Linked DNA regions of Mus musculus: all the other regions are linked to region 1. A link is a contact called in public ChIA-PET, Micro-C and promoter capture Hi-C data. All regions are on one chromosome and are shown on one strand. Each heading gives the region's core, a stretch centred on a gene start, on an enhancer-like site or on the middle of the called end of the contact. The rest is flanking DNA. Distances are from core to core; before and after follow the strand shown. Region 1 holds the start of Bcl2l11 (BCL2-like 11 (apoptosis facilitator)). Region 2 holds the start of Zc3h6 (zinc finger CCCH type containing 6). Region 3 holds the start of Zc3h8 (zinc finger CCCH type containing 8). Region 4 holds the start of Dusp2 (dual specificity phosphatase 2). Region 5 holds the start of Tmem87b (transmembrane protein 87B). Region 6 holds the start of Fahd2a (fumarylacetoacetate hydrolase domain containing 2A). Region 7 holds the start of Kcnip3 (Kv channel interacting protein 3, calsenilin).

Region 1 (4,248 bases), core at 875-3,374:
TGACTTGGTGTTGCCCAGTTTCGTTCTCATCTCTAGCCATCGACTCGCTCCCCTCCCTCCATATCCGCTGGCAGCCTCAGTAAGGCACCAGTGACCCACTGGCCCTTCCCACGCTGCTCTTCTCTGCTGTCAAATCCGGTCCCAGGAGTTCTTCCGACACAGCCAGAGAAAGCTGAATGGGCCCAAAGGCCCGCGGCTACCTGACTTGAGGCACTTGGTGGAAGCTCCCCTGACTGCCTTGTTCCCTGGTGATGCAAGAGCCTCCGCCTCCAGGCCGGCTTCCTAATTAGGACCTAAAAAAGAGCACATAGCCCAACCCGTTGCTTTCCCCAGTGCCTGTATATTTTCTTTTAGCATGTCCAGGGTTGCAGAATCGGAAGACTCCAGAGCAGCCTGCTCCTACAAAGAAACACCAGCGCTTCCCCACCCCCACCTCCCACCCCTGTATGGTTCTTTTCTAGTCCAAGTATGAGGCGCCTAGCTCCACGCTGAGGGCGCAGAATACTTGCTGCTGGCTTTGGACTCCCAGAGTAGCAGTAGCAGATTGGGCTGCATGGGTGGGATGCCGAGTGGCCAAGGCACAGTACTGCTTCACAGACCTTGGTCAGGACAGACCTGGATCGGCGGTGTACTTGACTTCATCCACGCCCTTGCCCTGTGCGCTCTTGTAGCGATCACCCCTGACCTCCAGCAGGAGCAAGGCTTTGCCTTGAACACCCCAGCTTCCCTGGGAACCAATGGCTTCTTTGATCTCACTCAGGATTCACTTGAGAAGCTAGACTTTAGCATGGGGCTGTGCTGTGTCACCGTGACGTTAGATCCGCATACAAACACCAAAATGACCAAGATGGCCCAACATTGATTGGGACGGCAGGTCGCAACACTTGTTCTGCAAGAAAAGGCTACGTCCTACTTACTGCCAGCCTGGATGCAGGTTGGGTAGCCCATTAATAGAGTTTCCTTAATCTCGTGTGGGGAGTGGGACGTTCCATTTCCAGAGCAGCTTTTTTGGGCCGCCGCTATGAGAGAAGGGGCTGGGGGTGGGGATGCACATGGCGCCATTGACTTCCAGACTTCTGTTGGAATCACAAAGGCCTCAGGAAGATCAAGGGATTTTTTTTTCGACCCCCTTATGGTTTTCCCAGCTCGGCCTGAACTCCGCTGCTCCATGGTCGCCAGCATCGGCGGACCGATGGATAGACAGTTCCTGGCGTACACTGTGAGCCCCAAACATTTCGAGGCTCCCAACACCGCTCATGGCACAACCGTCTTTCCTTGGTAGCCCCCCTCCTTTTCCTTGTAGTTATTCTTTTCCAGCTAACTTTCTCATTCCCCTATTTTATATGCTTGTCGTGCCCGCCCATCGCTCCCTGAAGCTTCCCGCTTCTCTTGTCTCTCAACTGTCCTTCTCACCACCACCTCTGCCTCTTAAGTAACTGGGCACTAGGGAAACAAACATATAAACCACAACAACAACAACAGCACACACACACAAACACAACACTAAGGAGAGCCTAAAGGAGGACAGAAGGCAGAAGGCGGCGGCGACGAAGAATCTCGCTTGAGGCGCAGACGAAGAGGGGTGAGCATCTTGCTGATCTGAGTCCCCCGGAGGTCAGGAATTCTAGGAAAGGACAGTCAAAGGCCAGTGCCCATCCTTGCACCAATCTAATCCTCATGGTTTGGGGCTGAGAAGCTGTGCAAAGCAAGGGCGGAGGGACGCCTTCTGAGGCTTCCAACTGGCGCCCGCGGCCGGGCTGGACACAGAGCAGTGTACCCTGAGCGCCCCCTAAGTTCCGCTCTGCGAGGTGGCCGCCACGGGCGGACGGGGAGGGGCGGGTACATTCTGAGTGGAGGATGGGCGAGCATGCAGCTGCCCGCAGGCCAAGACACTAGGGTAAACACGCCGGGGTGGGCGGCGCACGCAAACTGCAGGACAGCCGGCGGGGCCACCCTCCCCACTACCTGTCGCAGCCTGCACGCGCCAGCGGCCTGGGGGCCGTGGGGGGTGGGGCTTACCTTCCGGCTTGCCGGGGGCCGGACTAAACGGGGGCGGAGCCCGCGGTGATTGGGCGCGGGGGCGGGGGCTCAACTACCGCAGAGTCTCAAGAGCAGGCTGCTTTCACTTCGCTCCCCGCAGGCACTGGGTCACCAGCTGGTTGGAGCTCTGCGGTCCTTGCCATCGTCGCCGTCACCGGATTCCTGCAGCCGCTCTGCGAGCTGTGTTCCACTTGGATTCACACCACCTCCGCTGCTCCCGCCGCCACCGCCTCGGCGCCCTTCCCCTGGCCCTCGTCCACCCAATGTCTGACTCTGATTCTCGGACTGAGAAACGCAAGGTAAACACTCCGCGACTCCCGGGGCGCAGGCTGGGGATGGATAGAAGACAGGCGCCGCAGCGGCTTCATCTGTCTCTGGTGTCGCACGTGCGGGTGGAGGCACTGGTTTGTCCCGCGTGGCTGCAGGAGGCGAACGCTGGGAGTCGGGTCGAGGTCGCTGCGTGCCAAGGCACTTTTGGGGAAGGGTTGTCGGCACTGAAGCTGCGGGCACTTAGCCGAAGACTGGGTTGGGACGCAATGCCGCACGAGGGGCCGCTGAGGCATCTCTCGCGGGCAAGGAGGGCGCGTGGTCTCGGCTTGGAGCCGAGGTCCCGCTTCGTGGTGCCGGTAGTGCGTCCAGCCGGGAAGCGTCGCGGCGACCCAGACGGCCCGGGAGAAGTAGCCGCGCGGTAGCGGCGGGCGGGTAGACTTAACTCTTCGCTGACGCGGGTTCATTGCGGAGGTTTGAGTATTAAAATCACACGCGCCCAGACTTTGCTTGTACCCATTCAAGTCAGTTTGGCCATAGTGGTCAATTTCCTTTCCGGATGTCCCTGGCGGCCCGGTTCCTTTTGCGACCGTCCTGTGGATATTGAGGAACACCGTATCTACAGGAGACAAGAAACCCCGTAACCCCCCTAGGACCACTTAGGCTACGCGTATTCCAAGCCCCAGCTAGCCGACTACTCCTAGCCCGATTGCACCGGGACCCAGTCGCATAGGCTGGCGGACCCCTGAGCTCGCAAGCCTATTGCCCACGGGGCAGGCACTGCTTGAGGAAGGCTAACTGAACAGTGGGGGCAGAGGTCTGGATGTGCATGCCCGAGACCCGAGATGGTCGTTCATATTTGGTTCGTGTCGGTAGCACTCGGTAGCACATGGGGACACAGCAGGTGAAGTTGCTGAGAAGTTCTTCAGGGGACTGCGGAGGCATTAGGGACTTGGCTCGGAATGGCCTGGAGTGCGATCGTGGCCTCGCGGATCTCCGAGGGGTGCGTGTCTCGCTTTGTCTCTAATGTCCCGCTGCCCTGGCGGCGGGAATTCCCGCAAAGCGCGCGCCGTCCCGGCCTGGCCCAGGGGTGGGGCGGGGCGCAAAGCGAAGCTGCCCGGCCCCCTAAGTTCCAGCCGGAGCTGCGGTGGCCGGCACAGTCTGAGCGGCGCTGGGCGGCGAGTTTGTCAACAATCGCCTTGCCTTCGGCTGCCTGACCCGTAGGCGCCGCCCCCACCGCCTCTGCCCATTGGTTACGATGGGGAGCGACTGCGCGCGGGCCAATGGGGGAGCACTGGCAGCCGGCGCCAGGGGCGCAGGGCTGGCGGTGCCCGCGCGGCGGCGGGAGCTGCGCGCTAGGGGCGGAGCGGGAGGAGGCGGAGGATGATCCCGGCGGCGGCCGGTGCAGCGCGGGCCAGAGGCGCGGCGCGCGAAACCTTCGGCTCCCCGGCGGAGCGTGGCGGAGGGCGGACGGGCAGGCGCGGGGCCCTGGAGCCCAGGACCCGGCTTTGTTTCCCTTGCCTCCTCGGTGGCGACGTGCAGGGGTCGTTCGATCGGCGCAACACGCCGCGCTCGGAAGGGAAGGGGCGGACGTGAGTCTCGGCATGGTGGCCCGGGGAGGGAAAGAGTCAGCCTTGCGCCGGGTATTGCCAAGAACGCGCAGCTAGGTGTGGAACTTTCAAAGGGATGTCTCTTAAGGCCCTCTTTGGAAGTGTGCACATTCCGGCAAGGTTGCACCCGAGAGAAGTGGTTTAGTGTTTGGGGTGGCGCGCAGGGCAGGCAGCAGGAGGGACCTTGCGGCCGAGGGCGCTCGACCCGGGCGGAGCTGCGCTCGGAGTTACAAACTCTATTGTGACGCACTTACTACGACTGACGGCCGCTGCCAAACCTTCTCCAGACTTGCTGCCCTCAGCATTTTCGGCAAACAATGGGGCCGGAGCA
Region 2 (4,248 bases), core at 668-3,167, 840 kb after region 1:
GTCACACAGTACAACAAACCTCACACAAGGGATTTATTGGGAGAGAAAACCGCAGGACTGCTGCCTCTGCTCAGGTGAGAAAACAGCCCCTGACTGAGCTGAAGGCAGGCCTTCCATAGGATTTCTTAGGGGGCGGAGCTGTCCAGTTTTCCAGGCTGAGGACTGTTGGGATTTCAAGTCCAGAGTTTGGTATTTTCAGGGATTGGTGAATTTTTCTGCTCAGGGATTTGTTGGTTTTCATGCTCAGGAACTGGTTTCTGTGACAAGCCAGGGACTAATGAGACTTCCTTTTCAGGGGGTGGCGGGATTTTTTTTTTTTTTCTTGTAGGGCACTTTCTTGGCCACTTTCATAGCTCAGGTTGCGAATGAATGACTGCAGTAGCCCTTAGAAGATGACCTTTAGGGCTGTTAGGGAAGTCTGGGTGCGGGGCCTGACTGCTTTGTGTTCAGCCAGCTGAGAGCTGTGGCTTTCCTGCCTTGAGGGTTTATAAAGTATATAAAGTTTACAAATAGAGTACACCACAGGGAATCCTTTCCTTGTGGCTTGAGTTGGCCTAGATAGCCAACAATTGGACCTTCCAAGTGTGTCAGTATGTTAATTTTGTCTGGAGGCAACATTTCAAAAGTTGTTTTTCTGAGTAAGCTAATGCCCAGAATTTATTTTGGTGTGCGTTTAAACTTCCAAACGAATTTGAAAACAGCAATACTCAAATGTGTACCAGTTCAAAGATTTTCTTTTTATTAAAAAAAAAAATCAAATTCAAATCCTAAATCATTATTTTAATGTCTAAGCAGAAAATGCAGTTGTGAAGAGCAGCTGTTACACCTCAAAAGCCTTTCACTGTTCCTAGTAAAACGATTAAATGAAGAGGCTTTACATTTTAGTTCCAAAAACTAATAATATTGCTTCTCTAGTTAAAACAGATGTGCCTTTTGAAAGTTTCCTATAATGGGCCGTGAAGATCTGTCAGGGTTCAAGTCTTGTCAATAGCTGCATTCAACTAAATAACTTTTTTTCTCTTTTCACATTTATCTAATCGCAATTGCTCTTTGAATGCACGTTATTTACACATCAAAGACAAAAGACGTCGTGTATTTAGAAATATTGGACATTTAAGCTTATCATTTTAATAAAAAAAATTAACTTTCCTTCAGAACTAAGTATACATTACTCATCATTTCAAGACTATTTCTGAAGGATATGGAAATACGTCTGAAGGCCATGGACATACGAAGAAATGAAGTCTTGTTCTTATGAAATACTCGAATGAATTCCACATCTAAACCGCTAACAGACACAAGATCATGTTTTAATTACCTCAATAGCTATTTTTAATCGTCAAGTAAGGACTGGGTGAATTTAGTATCAGAAAAAGTTGCATGGCAGGCAGTCTTCCTTACACTACGGAGACATAACAGCTACAAGTTTAAGGGCTTAAGGATGATTCCGAGTTCTTTCGGCAACAAAGAAAGCTTTTCTTTCTTTCTTTCTTTTTAACAAAGAAAACCGCCAGTCCTGGGTTCCTTTCTTTGTCGCGCAGTTAACGGTGGCGGGGTGGAGGGGGACAGTGTGATGAGTCCGGAACTCCAAAGCCTTAGACGACGAGTCTCGCAGGAACATCGAGAAATGGGCACAGAGGACCTGGTGGACACAGCAGGCCTGGCGGGGTGACCTGCCCCGCCCGATATAACTCCACGCGCCACCGAACCGCATCCCTGGCCTCACACCCATCAGATTGCTGCCTCCGCTGCCGCAGCGAGCGTATTAAAGGCCCGCCCCTGGAAGTGATTGACGGGCAGTTTCCTCCAATGGCTAGTGCGCTCGGCACCGGCGGGCTGGGAGAGGGCCGCGGCTCGCGGAGGAATTCCACTTGCCCTTTAGTCCCGGGCAAGGTGTTGCGGCCGGCGCCATTTTCTGAGCCGCCTGTTTCGGGTGCCGCCATGTTGGTGAGGAGAAATCACCGTTACGGCCACTGTCCAAATCCCCGCGTCGCTGCACGCCGCCCGCCGGCTCCCACGCCTCAGCCTCCGGCGGCGAATACAGACTAGAGCGGCAGCGCCGGCAGCGCGGGGCCGTTGCCCAGTCTTTGCAGTTAGAGCCCCATCTCTCTGGCGTTGGTTGTTAATAGACTGGAAAGTCTGTGTCTGTGTCGCTCACTAGTAACCGTGAGTTTTTACCACTTCGTCACCTGTCGGCGGCGGCCGGGGACAGGGTTGCCCGCAGGCGGCGCAGGGGTCCTCCCCGCGCCCCGCTGCCGCCGCCACCGCCGCCGCCGGCCTCCAGACCTGCCCTCCAGCCCCGCCCCGTTCTTGACCAAACATGACAGACTCTGAACATGCAGGGCACGACAGGTCGGGAACCCTTCTTGTCTGTCTTTCTGTCGGATGAGAGGAGGGGTCGGGGCGGCGGGAGCGGGCCGGGGCCGGGCGCCTCCTGCATGACTTAGACGTCTCTGTGTGGCTCCATCGGTTCCGTGACGCGCACCTTCGTCCACCGCCGCTGCCTGCCGGCCGCCGCGGGGGAGGCCGAAGCGGCCGCGCCCGCCTCCCGGAGCCGGGGTCGCCGTCGCTCTCGCCGCCCCGCCCCCGCCGGGCACGTGCGAGCCCCCCGCCCCTGGCCCGGCTCAGTCGTCGGCGCCACGCGGGCGGCGGCGCGGCTGCGGCCGCTGCCCGCCAGGCCAGTGACCGGCGTTGGCAGCCCCGTTGGAACCGGCCCCAAAAGCTCAGTAGTAGGCCTAGTGGATGTTTGCCTCCGACCCGAGTCTACCTCTGAAAATAAACATGTTTAGTTTTTTTTTTTTTTTTTTTTTTTTTTTTTTTGGAGGGGGTTGGGGAGTCTCTTTCCCTCCCATCCCCCACTCCCAGGCCATGTGTCTGCCGCAGTCCTATAACCTCCAGGAAAGTGAAATGGCAGTTTTTCATATTAAATACGTTAACACAAGTAGACTGCAGAGTTTTAGCTTTACCTGATTTCCTAGGTGCTAAATAAATATTTGACTATTTAGCTGAGATTCTCATTTTCCAGTTTTAGTTTTGTTGTGCTCTGAGAGGCACATTCTTAGCACCATTCAAAGGTTTGGTGGCATTTACAGAATATACTCTTGACATTGATAAACAAATTTTTAAAGGTGTCAGAGGAGGACTTTTATTAAAACTCCTGGTGCCAAATCTCATTCAGCTGATTCCTACTTAGAATATTGACTTGAAAGTGGACATCCTCACATTGCTTTGTGAATAGTCTCAGATACATTGTGTTCTAGTGTGGCCCATAAGACTTAAGAATTCCTGATAAATATCATATGCTTTTGATAAAGCATTACACTCACCTTCCTTCCCTAAATACAAAGGAAGCAAAACAAAACAACAACAACAAAAACCAACAAAAATCATTGAAATTTTAAATGCCAAAATATATGGCAACCTTGAAAGGGATTTAAAAAAATCCTAAGAACTTCACTAATGTAATGATAATTCTCTAGAAAGACATCAATGAAGCATGTAGCAAGGTTTAGATAGTAAAAAGTGCTCTTACATAAGTGCAGAAGCTTGCACTGGACATTTTTAATGATTTTTTAAAAAAGATGATACCTTTGTAGTTTCAGTGCTGTCAAATGGACCTAAGGACTCTTGTGTGATAGGCAAGTACTCTAACACTTGGCTACACTCATAGCCCAATATTGCCCTATTAAAAAAAGTTTAAAAGTGAAGGTCCTAGAATTAACTAATAATGTTGAGAAGTCTATTGATAAGCCAGTGACTTGATGTACTTAAAATTCATTAATATGAAAGGAAATCTCATGTTAGTGGATAGTGTAACTTGAATATGTAGAAATATGTATTTTACATAATAAAACGTGTCACCAAGTTTAGAAATCAAAATAATGCTTCTACAGAACAATGACACCATGGTTTTCTCTTACCCCCATCCCTTTTGAGAGGTGGTCTCCTTAGCCTTAGCTGGCCTAGAACTTGATATGTAGACCAGTCTGTCTTAGAACTCAAAAAGATCAGCCTGTCTATGCCTACAGAGTGCTGGATTAAAGGTGTGCACTGCCATGCCTGGCTGCTATCAGACTTTGAAAAGAGTTTGAGGTCCAGTGTGGTAATACATACCTGTAATCCAACACTCAGGCTGAGACAAGAAGGTGGCATGTTCATGGCAGCCTGCCCTACACAACAAACCCTGGGTTTTTTAGAAAGTAGAATTTGAAGTTTTAAAATACTGACTTAGAAGTTAAAATGAAACTT
Region 3 (4,248 bases), core at 709-3,208, 820 kb after region 1:
CTAAAGGCAAAGTGAAAAGCAGGCATACAAACACACACCTTACTTTCAGACCCGTTTTCACCTATCTTTTGGCCAATCCAAGTATCCCTTACATATTTCAGCCAAACTTTAGTAAGTGGGTATATTGTTTTATACATGTTTGAAGTGTTAACTATTTTTTTAACCTTACTCAGTTCTCATACATGTTAAAAATTATAATTCATTTCTCTTGTTGTTCTTACATGTTATCACCTGCAAGTAATGTGTCCATTTCTTCACAGTATCAACAGGACTTAATTTCCATGAATGATTCTGCTTTAGAAGCTGGGTGATGAACTCATATGTAATGAAGTAACTTGAGCACCTTAATCCTCTATGCCTCAATTTTCTCATCTGTAATGTGAGACCATCACTTTCTTCTTAAGGTTGATGTGAAACTTTTAGTTTCACATTAGGGTTGGCGAGATGGCTCAGCAGGTAAGAGCGCTGACTGCTCTTCCAAAGGTCCTGAGTTCAAATCCCAGCAACCACATAGTGGCTCATAACCACCCGTAAAGAGATCTGACGCCCTCTTCTGGTACGTCTAAAGTCAGCTACAGTGTACTTATGTATAATAATAAATAAATCTTTGGACCGGAGCAAGCAGGGACTGATGGAGCAGGGCCAACTGGATTGAGAGGGGTTGACCAGAGCGAGCAGAGGTCCTTAAAAAAAATTCAATTCCCAACAACCACATGAAGGCTCTCAACCATCTGTACAGCTATAGTGTACTCACATACATAAAACAAATAAATCTTTTTTAAAAAAAGTTTCACATTAATTACACAGCAAAGCTATGGTAGCCCAATTAGGCTAACAGTTTCCACTAAGGTATTTGAGACTGAGCAGTGAACATATACATATATCCTTTCCCCTTGAAACAGTGTTTCCCCTATGTAGCTGAGGTTGGCTTGGAACCTGCTATTTAGACCAGGCTGGTCCCAGTCTCCCAAGATCTGCCTGCCTTTCAAATGCTGAGATTAATAGGCCCAGCCCAACACTGTAATGTTATCTTAATGAGGGTGGAAAAAAACTCGTGAAGGATGTGTCAAGGGTTCCACTGAGGAAAGAGAGAACATAGAAGACAAGGATTTAGGAGAGATGGAGTTTGAGGGCATTATCAACTCAAAAAACTAAAAAGTGGGCCGGGCAGTGGTGGCACATGTCTTTAATCCCATACTTGGGAGGCAGGGTCAGTCGGGTTTCTGAGTGAGTTCCAGGACAGCCAGGACTACACAGAGAAACCCTGTCTCGAAAAATTAAAACCAAAAAAAAAAAACCAAAAAAAAAAACCAAAAACCAAAAAAACCTAAAAAGTGAGTGGGTATCTGCACAGAAATCCCGCACTCTGACTAAGTACGAGATTAACAACACGCTTTTCCAAATTAACAGAAAAACTAAGCCGAAATGATGCTTGCTGCTTTATTCTGGGAGTTCTGGTTCAGGATCACTGGCAGAGCAGTCTATGTATCCTTCAACTCTCGAGGTGCCGGCAAAGCCACCTCGGAGGTGACTGACAGCAAACACGTTAAGCGCACGTGCAAGGGGAGCAGCCGGCCCCTGGGGGCAGATTCAGAGGCTGGGGCCTCCTCCCGCCGCCCGGCCACTGCCCTCGCCCGCAGTCCCTACTCTGACTTCCACCCCACTTCCCCTTCCGACCTCCCCGCTCCGGTCCCGGCCCACGCGCCAGCCAGGGCTCGCCGGTTTCCAGGAGCGAGGGGGCGGAGCCCAAGCGGTGCCCTGCAAAGGACCAGAACGTGGGGATCACCTTTCCTCAGGGTCGGCGGCCGGTTTTTTGCCGAGGGCCGGATTGGGGGGCTTTGAAAAGAGATTTTCAAAATCCATAACTCAGACAGGGACCGTTCCTCTCCACGCCGAGCAGGTACTGAACAACCAGCGAAGCGGAGGCTACAGTCGCGCCAAGGGCCACACGCTCCGCCCAGCGCACGCGCACGCGCTCGCGCTCATGTTGCTTGGGCGCGACTCCGCGCGACCTGGCCAGCCCTACCACGCATGCGCAGTTCTCACCGTTGGTGGGGAGGCTTTCGGTGCCTGAGCTGCGCACGCGCAACTCTCTGTACTTATGTCCGATTCGTTCCTTAGTGCAGCACTACAATGTCGTTAAAAAATTAAAATAATCTTTAGGATTCTTCTTTAGAAAGCTGTGCTATTTTTATATGTACGAGAGAGAGACAGAGAGAATGAGTGCAGATGCCCGCGGAGGCCAGTTATTGTAACCCACCTGACATGAGTGTTGGGAACAGAACGCAAGACCTTTATGTTTTAACTATTGAGCCATATATCTCTTCCAGCCCCTTTAAAATTGACAGGTGACCAAGCAAAATTAATTGCACAAAAAGGAACCTAGACGATCTCTTCTGAGTAAACACATAAATATATTTAAAGCAGGCAAATTCAATAGAAAGTACTAAGTATTAAGACTATTTGGGGGTGGGGGGGTGGGGGGGTGCAGTCTTAGAGACCTGCAGATGAAGATGCAAAACTCTCAGTTCCTGCTGCACCATGCCTACCTGGATGATGCCATGCTCATTCCTTCATGATAATGGACTGAACCTTTGAATCTGTAAGCCGGCCCCAATGAAATGTTGTCCTTATAAGAGTTGCCTTGGTCATGATGTCTGTTCACAGCAGTAAAACCCTAAATAAAATGGAAGCTGGTAGCCGGGCGTGGTGGCGCACGCCTTTAATCCCAGCACTTGGGAGGCAGAGGCAGGTGGATTTCTGAGTTCCAGGCCAGCCTGGTCTACAAAGTGAGTTCCAGGACAGCCAGAGCTATACAGAGAAACCCTGTCTCGAAAAACCAAGAAAAAAAAAAATGGAAGCTGGTACCAGGGATAGGTCTGACCATGCTTTTGTTTGGAAGAATGTTGATTTCAGGACTTTGGATTTGGAAAGCGGTGGAATGTTTTAAATGGGGCTTAATGGACCATCCTAGTAGGAATATGGAAGACTTGCTGAGAATAACTGTGCAGACCAGGCCCAAGAGGTTTCAGAGAAGAATTTTCAGTTTGTGGCATAGAGACTGTTTTTGTGGTATTTTGGTGAAGAATGTGGCTGCTTTTTGCCCTTGTCTGAGAGTCTATGTGGGGCTAAGGTAAATATATATATTAATTGCATTGACAAAGGAAGTCTCAAAAAAGCCCAACATAGACTTTGTTCTCTGGTTAAATCTCATGAAGAGGTTTTTTTTTTTTTTTGAATAAGTGTAGCAGGCTTTGAAAGGAAAAATACAAAATATGTGGTTGACATTAAAGGGGCACCAGGAAGTGAAATGGAACTGAATCTTATGTTCAAGGAGGTTAAATTGAATTAAGGAAGTGTTGACCTTAGGCCAAGATCCACACAGCAAAGTACAGGTCTTTAATTCCAGGAGGCAAAGACAAGCAGATCTCTGACTTTATGTCCAGCCTTGAACAGAGCAGGTTCTAGGTGAAGAAAAGTTTTAAGTCCAGGCATGGTGATACATATCTTCAATCCCAGCATTAAAGGAGACAGAACCATACAGATCTCTGAGTTCAAGATCAGTCTACAGAGCAAGATCCAGGACAGCCAAGCTTAGGCAGTGAAGGAGTTGGAAAACAGAAAGCTGGTGATAATGTCATAGAACAAGAGGGTCATGTTTCAGCTCCTGCAAGCAGCATAACTCTGCAGTTTCAGCCATGTGGCTCTGGCTTTAGAGTCCAGAATAGAAGGGATTACTGGGACAATTGATGCTAGTTAGCTGGAACTAAAAAATTAGTGCTGATTAAGAAGAGACCAGCATCACTGAGGTGAAATCTTCCAGGTAGTGTTTTCTGAGAGCACAAAGAAGCTGTGTTCCAGAGATAGCCAAGGTTGTACCTCATGCTGCAGCTGTACTTGGTAATGTGTAAGAGTCACCAAGGTAGTACTGGTTTTGAAGGCATGAAGGTGTCATGAAAAAACAGTTGAGTCTTGGCACTGTGAGGCCGTGGAAGGCCATTGGTGATAGTGCAGCTTCCGTTGCAGTTGATGGCCCAGGACTGAAGGGGTCATGCAAAGGAGTTGAGGTTTGGCACCATGAAGAGCCTATGAGAGGCTCTTGATGAAGCCTCATTGCAGCAGGAGACCTCAATGTATTAGAGATGCCAGTACCATGGGATGATCACCAAGAACAGCAACAACAGTGGAGTGGATCAAGCTGGAGAGTGCTACAGAGGGCAGAGCTAGAGAAGTGAGGCCAACACTTTG
Region 4 (4,248 bases), core at 537-3,036, 790 kb before region 1:
CTCATATGCAAAGACTGAGGCACCCAGCAGACTCTGAGGGACACACTCTCACCCTGCCAGGGGGCCCAGCAGCTCAGTTCAGCACTGGAGTCAGGGGCTGGAGTTTCCCACAAAGCTAAGTTGATTTCACTCCTGCTGCAGGGACCTCAGCTAGCAGGGCCTCCCCTCTTCTCCACAGCTGGAAGGCTGTGGCTCCAGGCATGGCAGGTGACTCTGTTCAGCAAGACTAGACATGATGGTCCCCCTCCATGCTCTGTAATTTGTCCCTGGAATCAGCCATTAAGTCATCTGTGAGGCTGATGCCAAGGATAAGAGCCCCCTATCAGCTTCAGGGATCTATGGTCCAGACTCCCTGGCTGGGCTGCCAGTTGTGCTGTATCAGCCTCCAGACAGGCTTGGTGGGAAGGGACCCAGGCTGTGGCCCTGGAACCAACTTGCATGACCGTGCCACTGAGACACAAGTCCATGACTCCTGGTCCAGGAGTCCTCGTAGCTCTCCCTGGCATTCTGTATCCCCCACAAGCCCCAAGTTCCCCAAATCAAGAGGAAAGGCATAATATTTTGCTCGAGCACCTATATACCTACCATACCTTATGTTAGGGGTCCCCACAGGTTCTAGCCACAGGCCTCCAAGAAACAAAGGATCTGCAGGGATGCTGGAAGGGTCTTAGTAAAGGCAGAGGATTGGCTCAGGGCAATAAAGATTTGGGAGGCTGGGTTCTGAACACTGTCCCCACCCGCCTGCTTCAGTTCAGCCACCTACCAACTTTCTCGCCCCCAACGCAGGAGTGTCCCGGGGGGCCCACGTGCAGCTGGGCCTCACCACATCCGGGAGGGGGGGGCGGGCAGGCACTTGAGTGGGGGAGCACAGAATGGCTGTGAGTTACCCAGTTTTTCATTCTTACAGTTTGGTGTGGGACCAGGGCCTGTCCCAGAGGGGTTTGTAGCTCCTAAGGGGTCGGAAGGGAACAGGTTCTGTGAATAGTCCTTCTTCCCCTGAAATTCCCGCCAGGCCTGGCTATGCCCTGGGAGAGCCCAGCATCGTCAACAGAGTTCCTCTTTAGCCCTGGCCTGTGGCATGGGAACTACTTCTTTTTAGGCTCTTGGGGGTTTCCCTGGGCCCCTGGGGAAAGAAACTGTCCCAGTCATAAGAGGAAACTCGTCACAGGCCCCTGCGCCCCTTCCCCATTAAAGCCCCTCCCACCCCACCCCACCCCCGCCCCTGCCCCAGGGCTTTGGCTTTCCAGGACTCCTCCACCTGGGCCTGGGCCTGACATGGGAGAATAGGACAATTTCCTGACGGTTGGTGTCTTTCCTAATAGTGTATCATTATGGGTAGCAACAGGTAATTTGTCCATTTTTGCTATCGAAATTCCTAGAATGAAAACCCTGGGAGAAAATGGGAAAAGTGAGGAAGCTGAAGACCTGAGTAACTCAAAGGCTCGGTGCAGCTGAGAGCTGAGTTCCTAAGCACTTAGTGGCTTGAAGCCTGGCAAAGAGTGGGGAGCACTGGGGCATATACACTGGAGAGACGTGGGTGGGGCCTCTAGACTCCAGGCCGACACTTGTCACGGTCTGGTTCCCAGTTTCTTCCCCCGCGTGTCCCTCCCCCTGATGCCCCGCCCCACCCACCCCCTGTCCGCTCAGGGAGCCCCGGGGGCGGCCCAGCCAGAGTCCCACGTGAAGCCGCGGGGGCGGGCACCGGCGCCTTCCTGCTCTACCCTTGTATGGTGACCCGAGGGGCCAGCCCTCGAGTATTTAAGCCCGGGCTCGACGAAGAGCCCCCAGAACCGTCAGCTCCCGCCACACAGACACCGCGCCGCCGGAGCCGAGGGAGAGGACATCCGGAAGCAGGAGGCTTTGCGATGCCGATCGCCATGGGGCTGGAGACGGCGTGCGAGCTAGAGTGCGCGGCGCTGGGCGCGCTGCTGCGGGAGCCGCGGGAGGCCGAGCGCACGCTGCTGCTCGACTGCCGCCCGTTCCTGGCCTTCTGCCGGAGCCACGTGCGCGCCGCGCGACCGGTGCCCTGGAACGCGCTGCTGCGGCGGCGTGCGCGCGGCACCCCCGCCGCTGCCCTCGCCTGTCTGTTGCCCGACCGCGCACTCCGGGCGCGCCTGGGCCGCGGGGAGCTGGCCCGTGCCGTGGTGCTGGATGAAAGCAGCGCGTCTGTGGCCGAGCTCCCGCCGGACGGCCCCGCTCACCTGCTGCTAGCCGCACTGCAGCACGAGATGCGCGGGGGACCCACGACCGTGTGCTTCTTGCGAGGTGAGCCCGCGCCCCGCGCCCTGCGCCCTTCGCCCCTTCTCCCATGTTCCGCGCCCCGCGCTCTTAGCCCCTTGTCCCACGTTCCGTGCCCCGTTCCCGACCTCTTGGCTAATCATACCCTTTCTTGTCTTTCCCACAGGCGGTTTCAAAAGCTTCCAGACGTACTGTCCGGATCTGTGCTCTGAAGCTCCTGCCCAGGCCCTGCCTCCTGCTGGGGCCGAAAATAGCAACTCTGACCCGAGGGTTCCGATCTATGACCAGGTGAGTTGATATTCGAATTTGTTGTCTTCATTGTGCATTCTAGAGGGATGCCTCTGGAGAACGCCAGTGGGGAAAGACAGGGGTGTGTTCCAATATACATTCCCAGATGTGGAGAGTGTTTGTGTGACCTGCAAATGGTGTGAACGTGTATATATCCTCATACAGACTTTAAGGCATATGTGGCACAAAGTGTCTGAACATATGTCCCCTTGTGGCCTCAAGACTTTTAATTCTGTCCTTGGTCAGAAGGCCTAGAGCTTCTCTTGTTTCTAGCCAATCCAAGATGTCTGGATCAAGCCCTCCAGCACAAGGCTGAGTGAGGTCTCACCACCGTCCCCTTCCTCCTCCAGGGTGGTCCTGTGGAAATCTTGCCCTACCTGTACTTGGGCAGCTGCAACCACTCCTCAGATCTTCAGGGCCTGCAGGCCTGCGGCATCACAGCAGTTCTCAATGTCTCTGCCAGCTGCCCCAACCACTTTGAGGGTCTTTTCCATTACAAGAGCATTCCAGTAGAAGATAACCAGATGGTGGAGATAAGTGCCTGGTTCCAGGAGGCTATCAGCTTCATAGGTAGGGGAGCCTCAGCCCAGGGTTCTGTGGGAACTGTAGGGGAGAAGGTACAGGCACCTGATTCCTCTGTCCACCTTCCTGTCTGACTCTCGGCTCCACATTTCTTTTTCAGACTCGGTGAAGAATAGTGGGGGCCGGGTGCTGGTGCACTGCCAAGCTGGCATCTCTCGCTCAGCCACCATCTGCCTGGCATACCTGATTCAGAGCCACCGGGTACGGCTGGACGAGGCCTTTGACTTTGTTAAGCAACGTCGGGGAGTCATCTCCCCCAACTTCAGTTTCATGGGGCAGCTGCTACAGCTGGAGACCCAGGTGCTGTGTCACTGAGGCAAAGCCCAGCCTGGCCCCACCCACAGCTCTGGCTTTGACTGACTCCTGGGGGAAGCTGCTGTGGCCCAGCTCCTCCCTCCTCATCTTGCCGTCCCACTGGGGTGCTAGGAAATCCAGGATGACGGCTGCTCTGATATGGTGCTCTTCTGAGGTGGCATAAGGGCTGGCCCTTATTTGCTCTCCCTCCTTCGACTTGCAGAAATTAATTTAATTAATTAATTTACTATATTAAAGCCCTTGGTCACCCAAGGGCTCAGAAAACAAGCTGTGACAAGCAGAAACCATGTCTAGGGGTGTGCAGCCCTTGACCCAAAGCTTAAGCCTTGTGCTCCCAGGGGAGCCAGGAAGTGACGTGTGTGTCATGTTACGGACATCTGACTTTTGTGTGTGTGTGTGTGGGCATCTCGCTGTAATTGGTGCTGAAAAGTTATTTGTGTTCAACTGACATTTAACGCTCTCTCCCCAACTTCCTCCCGGCCCTGTGGGCCAGGGAGGGGCGTTGGAAACAGCACTTTATATTTATATAGAACATTGAGGTTGTGTCAATAAAAACAGTGTTTTGTTTAAAAAAGAGCAGTACCACATTGTCTGGTCTCAAGTCTGTGCCTGCGATGGCTGAGTGGTCTGCCTTGGCCTGGGCTGGCCTGGGCTGGCCTGGGCTGGCCTGGGCTGGCCTGGGCTGGGCTCTTTCCCATACAGGTTCTAGCCTGTGGTTGAACTGGGAGGGTTAGGAAGGCCGAGGTCGGCCTCAGCCTCACAGCGGCTCTGTGCATCCCTGATCAGACCCCACATTTACCTAGTGTGTGGTGTGCAGGTATGTGT
Region 5 (4,248 bases), core at 1,302-3,801, 690 kb after region 1:
TTGTCCACATTCCACTCACGGTCACATTTACTCACTGTCTGGGCTGATTTGTTAAGATTGGCAAAACAAAGGAACAGAACCTGGGAGGTTTAGAGCGCAGCGTGGAGCTCCTTGCGGTTGTGGGATCAGGAAGTCCAAGATTAAGTTGTTGACACAGATTCCTCTGACTGCCTCTATTGGGGGCTTGTCGCAGCTCCTAGGGTCTACAATGTCCTCCCCAGGCTTCGAATGTGTCTGAGGCTCTTGGATAGAGATACCAATCCTTCCGGATAAGGGCCCACCCTGAAGATCTTATCTCACTCTCTTTCTCTATTCACATTTGATGAGCTGGAGATTAGAACCTTACCGCATGAATTTCAAGAACGCTAACCTATTGCCATTTATGATCCTTTCCTGATGAACTGGAGTCTTACTCCAGAGACTGCTTCTAGAAGCATCTAAATTAAAGAAATCTCTAAAATATAAGGATTAAAAAAAAGCTATAGGCTTTTTAAATTAAAAATATGTTTTAGATTTACTTATTTATGTGTATGAGTATTTGGCCTGTATGTGTTGTGGACCAGTGAGATCAGAAGAGGGCAACAGATGCCCTGGGACTGGAGCAGAGGTTGTGAGTTGCCATATGGGTACTGGGAATGGAACCCGAGTCCTCTGCAGGAGTGGCCAGTGTCTCCAGACTCTTTTATATCTACACCCCAGGATGTGACCAGTGTCCCCTGTTCCATTAGCTCTTTCTGTGGTGCTGATTGAACCAGGGTCAGGGTATATTGGGCAAATACTACATCCACCCCCTGCTGATGGCCCTTTGCTGTGTTAGGTTTGATTGATTTTACCCTGGCCCCTGGCTGAGTGTTGTGGATGGAGGAGATAACAAATACAGCCTAACTAACTCAAGGAAGCAATGCTAGTGCCACTCTTCCTTGGAAATGAAATTACCCTAGAATAAGAAGCATCTAATTAACAAAAGTAATTACTCTTTTTTTTTTTTGTGGCGGCTCGTGCCTTTATTTTATTTTATTTTTTTAAAGATTTATTTATTTATTATATGTAAGTACACTGTAGCTATCTTCAGACACTCCAGAAGAGGGCGTCAGATCTCATTATGGATGGTTGTGAGCCACCATGTGGTTGCTGGGATTTGAACTCTGGACCTTCAGAAGAGCAGTCGGGTGCTCTTAACCACTAAGCCATCTCGCCAGCCCATAATTACTCTTTTAAAATGTTAATTACATTTTACTTATGTATTGAGTGGGAAGTATTTGGGGGTTAAAGAACAACATTCCAGAGTCTGTTTCTGGGACCTTGTGGGTAGTCAGCTTTGGCAGCAAGTGCCTTTAACCTCAGGACCATCTCAATATTCCATTTGCTCTTCAATAAGGTAAACTCCCTGTTTAGTCTATTACTCGGAGATCGATACCTCTGTGAGATATTTAATGAGCCGTAAGATACAGTTCTGAATTGATTACTGGTTTAATGGTCTCTATTAAAGGTACTCCTTGTAGTGTGGAATGTTGCTAGCAGAGGAAGCTGGTGACCAGGGCGATATTAGAACTTTCTAGAGATCCATTCCTCTCGATTTTACTGTGAACTTAAATGTGCTTGAAAAATAGTTAACTATTTTAAAATAAGGAAATTAGAGGTATAAACAGTAACTCCTACTGAATCTAATCGGGACTAAAAAAACACCTTCAGGAAAGATTCAAATTCATATAAAACATCAATTTCCTAGTGCCACCTACTGGTGAGACCTGACTATTGCTCTCGAAACAATTTTTTCCCCTTAGTTGACAAGTATTTTGTTTTGCTTTTAGACAAGCTTGTGCAGCTCACGCTGGTCTCACGCTTGCTATGTGGCTATAGGCTGTCTTTGAATTCCCACGATCCTCCTACCTCCACCTCCCAAGTACTAGGATCTTCATTTCTGCAACTTGTCATTAGAGTGCCCCATTATCCTCGGGGCCCTGCTCTGCAAGCTGACCTTTCAACTGCGTTGCAGCCAGGTCTTTCCTTTCTAGTTTCCCTTAAGGCCCTGCCTCTTTTTCCTCCCCCTCCTCTCCCTGTTCTTTTCCCCGCCTCCATCTTTCTACACACAACCTTCCCCTTAAAGCAGCTTCTAGTTCCGCCCAGGTTCGGCCCTTTTAATCTTGTAGTCCCGCCTCCACACTTTGGTTCCGCCTTCCCTTCTCCCGGGAAGGCCCCGCCTCCCTACCACGCCCCGTGCCCATAGTCCCGCCCCAATTAAGGTCTTGGCCCCGCCTCCACTCCCGGCCCCACCTTCTCAGCCCCGCCTCCACCCGGCCCCACCTCCCAGGCCCCGCCCCCTCCGTGGGCGGGTTTCCCTCTGGACTCTCTTCCCTTCCCTCCACACTTCCTCGGTTCCTTCCAGGCCTGGCCCTGAAGCCCTGCTCCAGGTTTGAGCCTATTTCCTCTAACAGCGCCTATCCGCTTCAGCCCAAGACCCCCTCCGCATTCACGCCCGTGCTCTCGTTCCCCTCGTGGGCACGCCCCTTCAGGGGCGGAGCTGAGCCAGGTGCGGCCCCGGGGCGTGGCCGGGTTCCGGGAGCGCAGGTGCGGCGTCCGCGTCAAGATGGCTGCCGCCTGTCGGTCTGAGGCTGGCCTCCTTCCCAGCCTCCTCTGCCGCCGGCCCGCCGGGGCCCAGCTGCTGCGAGTTGCCCTGTGTCTCCTGTGCTGGGTCCCGGCGGCTGTGGACGCAGTCCCCGAGCTCGGGCTTTGGACGAGGACGGTCAATGACGTAAGTGCTCTGTAGGGACTGAGGCGTGGCGCTTCTTAGGCTCCAGGGCCCTGGCTGGATAGCTCCGCCTGCGGACCAGTCTGGCCTTGGGCACATTCACTAGGGCTCTCTGGGACCAGCGGTGGGTCCTCTGACGCGCTTCTTGAGCCTTTTGTCTAGAGTGGGCTCTGGGAAGGGAGCGTCCCCCTCCTCTGCCTAGGCTTCTGGGAAGAGCGGTCCCACTGTGCTTTCCTAAGACGGCTTCCCTTTCCAAATGTTGTTGCTGCTCGCGAGGCTCTCCACCCGCCTCTCACTGTCCTGACACGGTGTCTCTAGATCTTGCTTTTGTTTCTTCAGTTCAGAGCCCCAATCTCTGCATTCCCAGCGGCATCGCTGGGACCGAATACTTCGGCTAGGTTACTACTACTGGGGCCACATCCACAAGGCCACAAGGTTTGTCTAGCCTTTCTGTTAGAGCATAAATTGAGTGTGCTCTACAGTCGTGCATAAAGTCACCTCGCCTCTCTTATTTTTCTTGAGTTTCTGTATATTCCTTAGTGTTCATGACTTCTGCGCGTGTCTGTGGAACAGGGTGTTTGCTTAAGAGTGTTTAAAGGGCGAGTCTGATGGATGAAAACTTCCGTAACTGGGCAGGCCGTTAGAGAACTTGACGTCCTGTATGGTTAAGAGATGATGTGGGAAGAAGGCAGAGACCAAATTGTGCAAAGTCTTGCAAAAGAGACAGGATATCGGGAAGCGGCCTTGTCTTGAGTCCAGAGTCAGATGACTCGCCCAGATCTGCTTGGGATGTGTGGAAACAGCGTCTAAGTTCTAAAGGTGACATTTATATTTATATTCCTTCAACCAAAAGTAGTATCAGAAGGTGCACATACTTCCAAACACAAAACTGCAGAGGCTCAAGTGTAGGCTTCATTCTGTGGCCCGGCTCAGTGTATTCATTGCGTTTGAGATTCTTCTGAGTAGGTGCCCAGTATTTTTTTTTTTTTTTTTTTTTTTTTTTAGCTGTCATATGCTTTGTTCAGGCTGAGTTTATTTCCTGTGTAGCTCAGGCTGGTAGTGTCAGCAGCCTTTTTTTGCAAAAAGCAGGATGATTATTTTTTTCTTATATCAAGTTGTCAGAAATGTATCTTTTAGAACAGAGAGAATGAAACATGTCTTTGTATACTTACCACGATAGGGCCTGCCCATCTCTATGGCTGTATTTCTCATCAATAAAAAGCAATGTTTGTTGAAGCACACTTTATGGTTTCCTGCTGCTTTTTTAGTGAATGCAGTTAAGCCGGTTTCCAAACTCAAAATAAGAGCATTGTGAATCAGCTCCATGAAAACTGTTGCTTGAGCATGTACCAAAAGATCTTTGTCAAGCGTACTTCAGATAGTAAGAATCCCACTGGGAAGAATGGCAGGTTCTTTTGACAAGCAGAGAAGTGTGTTTTTTGACTGTAGTTATGCTTTGGTCAGACTGAGTTTATTTCCTGTGTAGCTCAAGCCAGCAG
Region 6 (4,248 bases), core at 1,052-3,551, 680 kb before region 1:
AGCAGTCCCAGCATGCCACTTGGGAAGTGCTCGCACAGGTCATTTCACCCTGTCATACTTCAAAAAGCCAGAGTACAGATGACTAGGCCAGGCTTTAAGCTAGCTCCGGGGATCCCAGCCTTGCCTCAACCAGTGTTTCCTGAAAGTTCCCACCACTGCAGGCAAGTGGGAAACACAGCAGGCTAACTCGGACCTGCCGTCTTGCATGTGGGGTAACAGATATGAGCGACTGATGTACACAGGCCTCAGATGTTGAGATGATGTTATGAAGATGGCCAGGCCGCTACCTCTAGCTTTTAGAGGATGTCCCCCTTCACTGGGGAAGGCTAAGGTGTGCAGGACTAGGACTCAGCCCCAAGTTAGGCAAATGGCTATTGCTAGAAATGGCTTCCCAGCTACCTCATGCAACTTTTAAAAATACTTGGTCCTGTTGCCTTTTGAGTTAAACACTTTCTTCTGCTCACATGCTCAAGCTAGAACCCCAGCCAGCTTGGCTTAGGAGCTACCCTCCATCACCTCTAGTAGGTACCAGTTTCTGCTGCTGGTGAACAGGGAGACTCAGGGCACCAAGAGCCCAGATACTTGGCTTCACACATTGCTTAGCTATCTCCCTGGGTTCAGTAGCAATGTCTGTCTCTTTAACTACTGAGCCTACACTGTTGCTGCTGTGTATGGAACACAGGCTTGCACTGCCTCTGTCCACTGAACAGATGGAAGGTGCAAGGGACTTGACTTTTCACTTCTTGGAAAAGCCTAGTGATGATCAACTTTGGGACGTGGCCCATGTCTTCCTTCTTCAGATCCAGACCTCTTGGATACCATTGAAAAGGTTCAGGGCCTGCTATGAGTTCCAGGCTCCACCCAAAGTTAAGCTTCATTATCGTGCTGCCTTTGTTTTTAATGGTACAGGTGCCGGCCTGGAAGGCACATGCTAGCTTGAGCTATTCCCCAGATAATCTGCACTCTATATCCTCACTCATTCCCTTTCTTTGTCTTAATCTAGGTCTGGTCTTCATTCCCTGTCAGAGTCCTCTCCCTTCTGGATAGCTTTCTTTTAAAACCAGTGTGGGGCTAGGAAGACAGCATGGCTGGTAAAATGTTTCCACTGAAAGCCTGAAGATCAGTTAAATCCCCAGAACCCACATAAAAAAGTTTGTACACAGTGGTCTATGCTTGTAATCCCAGTGCCGGATAGGTGGAGACAGGTAGATTCCTGGGGCTTGCTAGCCAGCCAGTCTAGCCTAATTGTTGAGTTTCAGGCCAATGAAAAACTCTGTCTCAAAGACTAAAGTACGCGTACGCGCACACGCACACGCACACACACACACACACACACACACACACGTCTTTATACTAAAAATGAGAGAGACTGCTAGACGTAGCTCCGTCAGTTCAGGGCTCTTGGTCCTCACCTGGTTGAGCCAACCTACCCTGTTCAGGATCACCAGAGTGCCAGCTTGCAAGTCTGGCCAGAAAACCAAAGGCTTTCCATCTCCTGCTCTGTCGTTTTACACAAGTACCGCCATGCCACAGTCCAAAGGCTGGTCCAGCATATGTGACCAGTCACACCATACACTAAAACAGTACTGTCCCAGGGAAAGCCAAGTGTCTCACTTGTGAGGTCTACTATAATTCTCTTGACGGTGGCTTGGCAGGTGCTGCTGGTCCAGTTTTACAGATGAACAAGCCAAGGCTTGGATAGGGTAAGAGGGGTTTGGTTTGCCTAAGGTTCAAGGGTCTTACAGCTAAAAGAAAATTGGCATTTGAATCCATGTCTAGATGACATTGAAGTTCTTAATTCAAAAGCAAGATACTTCTCAAGCAAGATAATCTAGTTTCAATCCTGCCTACTCCTCTCAGGTCCTAACTGCTACCAGCCCATGGTCATGGCCGTGGAGGTAAGGCAGAACACCTGCTCTCTGATAACTCTAAGCCCCGCTGATGATGAATCTGTGACGGGCGCTCACAGGTTATTTCATTCTCTCGAATCACTATGACTCGCAGCACAAAGGTCCCTTAGCAAACAGCACAGCAATGGGCAGCTTGAGGCGCTGCGCCGTGCGTGTGACCCTGCTGATCTGGGAACCGAGGTCAGCCACTCGGCTCCCAACGTCCGGTTCAACTCCCTCTGAGTTGGCCTAGCCTCAGTTTACCTGGTCGTTGCAGCCGGACTTGTCCGGCTTCCTGCGCTGTCAGCGGACGCCTGCGGAGCCGCAGGACAAGAGGGGAGGGCGGAGAAGCCACAGCCAGTACCGCTGCAAGCACTTAACTCTTCTCCAAGGAATATAGGGACCGCCCCTTCGCAGTCGCGATATGGTGACGTCACGAAGCTGTCGCCACCAGGAGGACACCTGCTTCCTCCCGGAAGTCCGCCCTCCTGCTGTTAGGTACTTCTTTTAGCCACAGAACTTCCAGCAGGTGCCTAGTGTGTGCATTTGGGGAGACCGTGGCTGGCTCCAGGGTGACCCTGGGATACCCAGGCTCGGAGAGAGCGCATCCGACCTTTGAGCTTCTAATTCTGGCCAGGCGCTGCTTCTGGGCCAGGCACCTACTCATAGTTGTCCAGGAAGCACTCTGGTAGACAGTAACAAGTAGTTTTGTGCTCTAATGTTGACCCACCAAGGACAGGGATGTCTATATGTGTTGTATTCGTGGAGAAAACATAAAGGCTAGGAGTGATTTTGCCCATGATGGCTCCTGAGCCAGTAAGGGCTCGTCCAACCACTTATTTAGTTGTCTTGGCAGGTATGAAGCGATTCTGAAGGCAAAAGACACTTGTGTCCTTCCTTCAGCTACTGGGCTTTCCCCCATGAATCTTGTGTGCTGGGGGAAAGAAAAGACTGAAGCTTGTGTGTGCCAGCTAGAGGAGGAGTTTTGTCACCCAGTAAGCTATATCACAGATTTGGCAACTGGTCAGACTATCTTGTGGGATAGACTGGAACTGAGATAATGGTGGATCAATAACCGGCAAGACCACACCTTGACCAAGACTGCTTAGTTATGTACACCACTTGCTTTCTATTTGAGAATCTGAACCTCATGTCGGGACTCCAAAGATGGACTTTGGGGAGTCACTGAACCTTTTCCCCTTTCCTTTCTTGTCTTTTCTCTTTTCTTTCCAGTGTGACCACATTGGCAAAGTCGTAGCCAGCTTTTCACCATTTTTTCTTTAATGCACACAGTGAAGACAGATGGTGGCCTGTCTACTTTTTAGGCTTGTCAGGGCTCACCAACTTCACCTACTTGTAGCAGCACCCTGTTCTTCACGAACCTTATTTTAGGGGGAAAAGGGTGTGTGTGGGGTGATGGGCAAGTCCAGGCAGCAGGCATTCGGGTGGAAACATCCTCTACAACCACACCCCGAGTCCTCTGGCCTATGAAAATGTAAAGGGGACTCTGAGAAGGAGCCTCCTAAGTGAATCAAGGTCCAGACAGAGCATCCGAGGCTTCCATTGCCCCAGGAAGAAGCACAGGCTTTTATTAGATTCCTCTTATTTTTTCCCAGTGAGGCTTTTTTTTTTTTTTTTTTTTTTTTTTTTTTTTTTTTGGTTTTGGTTTTTTGAGACAGGGTTTCTCTGTGTAGCCCTGGCTGTCCTGGAACTCACTCTGTAGACCAGGCTGGCCTCGAACTCAGAAATCCGCCTGCCTCTGCCTCCTGAGTGCTGGGATTAAAGGCATGCACCACCACACCTGACTTCTTTTTTCTTTTAACACCAATGTTTTCAATCCTAGAAAAAGACCAGGGCTTTCCTTCCTGTGTGATTTTGTTTTTCTTCTTCATAGTTCATGATGTCAGCTGAGGTTGACAGCACAATGAAACCAAACCGATGTGACAGGAGCAGGCGATTTTGCTATGCTCTAGGTCTTGGAGCTGCACATCAAACCTGGGACTCATCACTCCATGGTTGCTTAGCCTGCTTGTGGGGTTGACAACATTCTTCCTAGCTCTGATATCAACGATTACAAATTCTCAGGTAAAATCAGGCTTCATCCTCACAGTTAGAAACTGGACAATAACTTCAGAGCATGCCAATAAGGGACTGACATCTGCTTCTTTCTTCAGTGTTGTTGATTGTCTTGAGAGTTCAGCCAGGACATTCATGTGTACTGTTGATGGTGGCATGGACGGCTGGCAGAAAGAGAGGAGGTGGGCTGGAGAGATGGCTCAGTGGTTGAGAGCACCTGCTGCTCTTTCAGAAGACCTGGTTTGAGTTTCAGGACCTACATGGTGCCTCACAACGAGCTGTA
Region 7 (4,248 bases), core at 830-3,329, 600 kb before region 1:
AACACCAAGTCCTGGGTGCGCTGCATGAGGATAACGGTTTAGGAGGGGAGGTCCTGTCTGTGCTCAGTTACCGCTTCTGCAAACAGGGCAAATTAAGGTCAGACTTGCAAGAAGCTGGGGAGGCTCCCAGAGCCAAACTGACCCAGTGTCCACTTTACCACCTCTGAATCTGGATGCTGCTGGCTCTCTCCTCCCAACACAGGGTTTGGCCAGGAGGCCTGGCATTGTGGTCAGTGCCCACTCTGCAGGGCCAAATGAAAGCTACTAAAGGGACGGCTAGGGTATGGTGAGAAGGCAGGGACAGAACTGGGTCAGCTAGTGACTGTGACAAGTGTGGCCATCTCCCAGCCTATGTTAGTTGCTGTCCGTCCTGCTACCTCCATAATCTCCTACTGGTAGGGGACAGTAGGGACTTTATCCAGCTCCACTGTCACTGTGGTGCTGGCTTCCATCTTGGGCCAAGCTACACATGGAAATCCAGGGGGCAGCCATAAGCCTAATGAGTTCCATGAGTGCCCAGGAGCCAATGGTGGGCACAGTGGAGGCCACAATGGCCAATAGAACAGCCAAGTGGACTATGGGACTCTGACCTCACACTCTGCTCATCTGGTAGGGGAGTAGTGGTTAAGGACCCAGGAAGAATTCTGGGAATTAGAGCCACCAGAGATGGGTAAAGGGAAGGGGGCTATGCTATCCCCTGCTGATGGACAGTGCCAGCTGTGTGCAGGTCTATGCACACATGGCTGTAGAACTCCCTGTATCTGTGGACACACAGAGTCACGTTGCTGGGCTCTGTGAGGGAGGGGTACAGTCATAGGGTATCTGTGTGTCCAATGTCTGTAGATGCACACAGCTTCACCTATCATCTGAGTGTGGATGTGAGTCTGGGACAGAGAGCTGTTTATGCTTCTGCTGTGCCAGTCCAGAGCTTTCTAGAGACAGGTGTGACAAGAGAGAAAGTACCTTTCAAGGTACCCTGCCCTTGTGCTCAAAGGGCTTTGTTCCATCTGCAGATCCTTCATGGTATTCTGGGAACTGGACCAGAGGACAGGGATAGTAACCTGGACTCTGGGGCAGAATGGCCTGAAATCAGTCTCCAGCCCTCTCTGGGCTGCTTGCCCTCATTGGGAGTGGGGCAGGAAGACATCTTTTGGGAAGAAAGACTGTAAGATGCCAGCCCAATATCTATTTTTTTTTTTAAATAAGACCTTGATTTCCTTATTTGGGGCATTCAACCGGACCTGGATCTGATCCTTTCTCCCCCTAAGCAAGATTACCCTGGACTTGTGTGCGGCATCCAGGTCAGACTTTCTGAGGGTCGGTGCTAAGCTGGAGCACACCTTTTGTTTTTTTTTTAATTTTTTTTTTGTCTCTCTTCTTCCCCTCACCTGGCTACTATTTCTTGAACTTTGTACCGGGTGCCTCTTTGCCTCCCCTCTCTCTCCATCCCCCAACAGCTCCACAGAGGCAGAGATGTTTGTGATTTTATTAGGGGTCTCATAGTGCTTTAAGAAGAAGGGGGGGTCTTCATTCATTCATTGATGGATTACTTGAAAGCTTTGCCCGTTGGCTTGCCCACACACATAAGACATCCTTTTCCATGCTCCTGTGTCTCACTAAGATCTATGAGGCTAGGGTCAGGGTCAGCTACCCCAGCCCCTGCCCCAAGGACCTAACTGAACAGGACCAGCCATGGAGCTAATTTCAAGCTTCTCTTCTGTCCACAGACACCCAGAGCCTCTTCCATCCAAAGGCCACGGGATTCCAGCCTCCCAGGCAGGAATGCTCTGAACAATTACTTTCCCTTATATGGATTAGCGAGAGTAGGGGCCAAGGACCACTGTGAAAATACTCTCTAGTCAAGACCAACATCAGAGCCCCACCTTCCCCAAGTCCAGGCAAGTCCTCAGCCCCTCAGCGCCTACCTTGGTCCTCTGCATCTCTGCTGCTGAAAGGGACCGTCACTAATCTTCCCGCTTTGCAGCCCGAGCAAGCCAGACTGCTTGGTCCGGCTGGCAGCTGCCTCATGTTTGCTTGGACCCAGACGCAATTGTCACTGGAGGTTTCTCTCCCGCCCCCTGCCCACTCCTTCCACCCTCCCTTCCTTCCGAGTCTTAGCTCCACCTCTCTTCCTCTGCCTCTTCCCTCCCCCTCTTATCTCCCCCCTCCTTCGCCTCCATCCTGACAACCTCCAGTTTCTCTTTTTCCTGTGCTCCTAGTCCTGGCCTCTCAGCCTATCTGGCCCCCAACCCCCCTTGCTTAGTTAGGCTCAGGGTCTGTCCCTGGTTCTCATCTCCCTCTAGTACAGGGTCTGTTCCTACCCTTCCCAGTCACAGGGATAGAAGGGAGGGTACTCCACCACCAGTCCCTGCGCAGGACAGAGAGGAGCCCTTGGGATTACGTCACTAAGGTAACACCTGGGGTCCTAACACCTCTTGTTGCTCTCCCCTATCTGTTAGTCACCTCTGTGCGACCCCTCATAGGCCTTGCTGTATGAAAACCTTCCAAGCTGGAGCGAGCACTTCACACTTTCCCAGTTTCACTGTCCTTTGACTTGAGGTTGGGACCAAATTCAGGCATTCAGAGCAACCACGGGACCTCCCCTAGATCTCCTGGCGTGGGACCTGGGGATGGAGAAGGGATCGAGGGTCCTGACCGTCCTCGGGAAGGCTCCTTCCTGCCCTGTGGGAGACAAGCTCTTGGGCATTTTCTAATGCCCAAGGGAATCCACCAGGAGCCAGGTACGGAGACCAGCGCCAAGTTTCCCTTTTTGGCGCCCGGAGGAGCCTGCCAGTGCCAGTAGTTCCCATGGAAACAGAGCCTGAGCCATCCCCTCTTTCCCAGAAAGCCCAGGAGCACTTGCTTGCCCTTCCTACCCTGTCCCACCCCCTTTTTATTGAGTCAGCCAATTAGCGGCAGCTGCTAGACCCTCCCCGGGCAAAACCCTGGGGCTGTTGATCCCGAGGCAGGAAAGCTGTCCCCAGAGGGGAGGGGACAGTTCTGCCATCTGCACAGCAGGACTTCACTCCGGGCAAGAGACTCTCCCACAGAGGGCTCTCTGGGAAAGAGGACGACAAGGGTCCCAGAGGCTCCGGGGTCAGTGCCAATCTTCCAAACTGACTTGGCATTAGGCAAATTCCCATAAGGCCTTGGAGTGGCATAGTGGGCTTAGAAGAAAAGGGTCATTATCCCAGTCTATGTTAATGATGGCAAAACTCAGGAAAGCTGAGTCTTTACCTATCCAACAAAGCAGTATATCCAGACTGTGTTCACTCAGAGCCAGTTCTGGAGGAACTCTCTACCCACCAGTTACATGTCCACGATTCAGGAATCAAGCCCTGTCCTTACTTGTGGCATTTTTTGAGAGGCAGGGTTGTCTGAGCACTCCACTCCAAGTCAGTGCCTCTTTCTAGAGAGCCACAAGTCTCTGCTTGGCTCCCTTGCTGAGATTCCACTCCTCTGATAGGAGCTCCTTGGGAGTAACAGGCTGTGGCAGAGCCAGCCTAGAACAGAACCCTTCCGTCCTGGGCCTACCAGGGAGCCAGCAACCTCCCCAGCCCTATCCAGCAGGCCCTCCTCATAAAACGTATGAATGGGCATCTGTGCCCTGCCAGGAGCCTCAAGTCACCTGACCCCCTTTCCTTGGGTCCTCTCAGACTTTCCCAGGGCCTGGGCATTGCTGGGGTCCTTCCAGGGTCTCTGGGAGATGGAGGAACGAAAAGGGCTGAAGCAGATCTCCTCAAGTGGACCTCAGCCTTGCTTTGCCACATGGGCACAGGCTGACTTCCCCTAAACTCTTGGAATTTGAGAAGATTGGGGGCCTGCTGACCCACAAAAAGGTTTAGGATGCTGAAGGAGGTCCAGTGTGGTTTGAAAACTGTTAGGGTGATGGATCTTGGCTGTGGCTTCCTCGGGTGGGCCGGGGGTGGGGTGGGGTACAGATTGCATGAGGAAGAAGGAGGGATAATTCCATATTTCAGGAGGCTGTTTTCTTCTTTGTATTATAACACTCGAAGACTCAGCTGTGGGCCACTACAGCTGACTGGAGCCCTTTCCTCCTATGCAAGAGAGAAACTCACAAAAACACAACCAAAGACCTTGGAGTCCTCTGAACCCTCCCCAGTTCCTGCTCAAGACCTCTCCCGACCAGACTCAATTATTTCCTCCTCTGGCCTCTCAGACTTAGCTCTGACAAGCCTCTAGTTTCATGTCTTTCCCTCAGGCCGTTTCTGTGTCTGGGCCTTGGAG

What was found. Promoter capture Hi-C pulls out the DNA fragments that hold promoters and counts their contacts. A called contact is a pair of places that touch in the nucleus more often than the background predicts. ChIA-PET counts read pairs in DNA pulled down with a chosen protein or histone mark.
Region 2: a Micro-C map of embryonic stem cells shows a contact between it and region 1, with 3 times the contacts expected there. The contact joins the promoter of Zc3h6 here to the promoter of Bcl2l11 in region 1. A contact is called at or near these places in 2 of 39 promoter capture datasets (cranial neural crest and liver), 3 of 484 Hi-C or Micro-C datasets (embryonic stem cells and uterus) and 3 of 115 datasets of contacts at active chromatin or transcription factors (embryonic stem cells, extraembryonic endoderm stem cells and fibro-adipogenic progenitors).
Region 3: a contact with region 1 is called in a promoter capture Hi-C map of liver, with 1.9 times the contacts expected there. The contact joins the promoter of Zc3h8 here to the promoter of Bcl2l11 in region 1. A contact is called at or near these places in 2 of 39 promoter capture datasets (liver and pre-B cells) and 1 of 115 datasets of contacts at active chromatin or transcription factors (astrocytes).
Region 4: a contact with region 1 is called in an RNA polymerase II ChIA-PET map of memory CD8 T cells, with 39 read pairs. The contact joins the promoter of Dusp2 here to the promoter of Bcl2l11 in region 1. A contact is called at or near these places in 2 of 39 promoter capture datasets (liver and pre-B cells) and 1 of 115 datasets of contacts at active chromatin or transcription factors (memory CD8 T cells).
Region 5: a contact with region 1 is called in a Micro-C map of embryonic stem cells, with 7 times the contacts expected there. The contact joins the promoter of Tmem87b here to the promoter of Bcl2l11 in region 1. A contact is called at or near these places in 8 of 39 promoter capture datasets (the 3T3-L1 cell line, 3T3-L1-derived adipocytes, the HPC-7 cell line and 4 more), 7 of 484 Hi-C or Micro-C datasets (embryonic stem cells, erythroblasts, myocytes and 1 more), 1 of 115 datasets of contacts at active chromatin or transcription factors (extraembryonic endoderm stem cells) and 2 of 9 other capture datasets (adipose tissue and liver).
Region 6: a contact with region 1 is called in a promoter capture Hi-C map of liver, with 3 times the contacts expected there. The contact joins the promoter of Fahd2a here to the promoter of Bcl2l11 in region 1. A contact is called at or near these places in 5 of 39 promoter capture datasets (cranial neural crest, frontonasal cranial neural crest, liver and 1 more).
Region 7: a promoter capture Hi-C map of liver shows a contact between it and region 1, with 2.9 times the contacts expected there. The contact joins the promoter of Kcnip3 here to the promoter of Bcl2l11 in region 1. A contact is called at or near these places in 3 of 39 promoter capture datasets (the 3T3-L1 cell line and liver) and 1 of 115 datasets of contacts at active chromatin or transcription factors (pancreatic cancer cells).

The regions. Positions count from the first base shown.
Region 1 is chr2:128,123,914-128,128,161 of GRCm38.p6, forward strand. It overlaps Bcl2l11 (BCL2-like 11 (apoptosis facilitator)), which reads left to right and starts at 2,125. Exons shown (of 4, transcript NM_207680.2): 1 at 2,125-2,339. It also overlaps a transcript of Acoxl not described here.
Region 2 is chr2:128,965,485-128,969,732 of GRCm38.p6, forward strand. Zc3h6 (zinc finger CCCH type containing 6) reads left to right here and starts at 1,918. Exons shown (of 12, transcript NM_178404.3): 1 at 1,918-2,352. The coding sequence starts at 2,321.
Region 3 is chr2:128,942,062-128,946,309 of GRCm38.p6, forward strand. Zc3h8 (zinc finger CCCH type containing 8) reads right to left here and starts at 1,959. Exons shown (of 9, transcript NM_020594.2): 1 at 1,787-1,959. The coding sequence starts at 1,863.
Region 4 is chr2:127,334,373-127,338,620 of GRCm38.p6, forward strand. It overlaps Dusp2 (dual specificity phosphatase 2), which reads left to right and starts at 1,787. Exons shown (of 4, transcript NM_010090.2): 1 at 1,787-2,265; 2 at 2,405-2,526; 3 at 2,877-3,096; 4 at 3,209-4,005. The coding sequence starts at 1,866. The coding sequence ends at 3,423. Gm46762 (a long non-coding RNA gene) reads right to left here and starts at 1,179. Exons shown (of 3, transcript XR_003953899.1): 1 at 1-1,179.
Region 5 is chr2:128,815,752-128,819,999 of GRCm38.p6, forward strand. It overlaps Tmem87b (transmembrane protein 87B), which reads left to right and starts at 2,552. Exons shown (of 19, transcript NM_001355629.1): 1 at 2,552-2,752. The coding sequence starts at 2,588.
Region 6 is chr2:127,442,264-127,446,511 of GRCm38.p6, forward strand. Fahd2a (fumarylacetoacetate hydrolase domain containing 2A) reads right to left here and starts at 2,302. Exons shown (of 8, transcript NM_029629.2): 1 at 2,154-2,302.
Region 7 is chr2:127,519,313-127,523,560 of GRCm38.p6, forward strand. Kcnip3 (Kv channel interacting protein 3, calsenilin) reads right to left here and starts at 2,080. Exons shown (of 9, transcript NM_019789.4): 1 at 1,926-2,080. The coding sequence starts at 1,940. The region is part of intron 2 of Gm35478 (a long non-coding RNA gene); the gene reads left to right.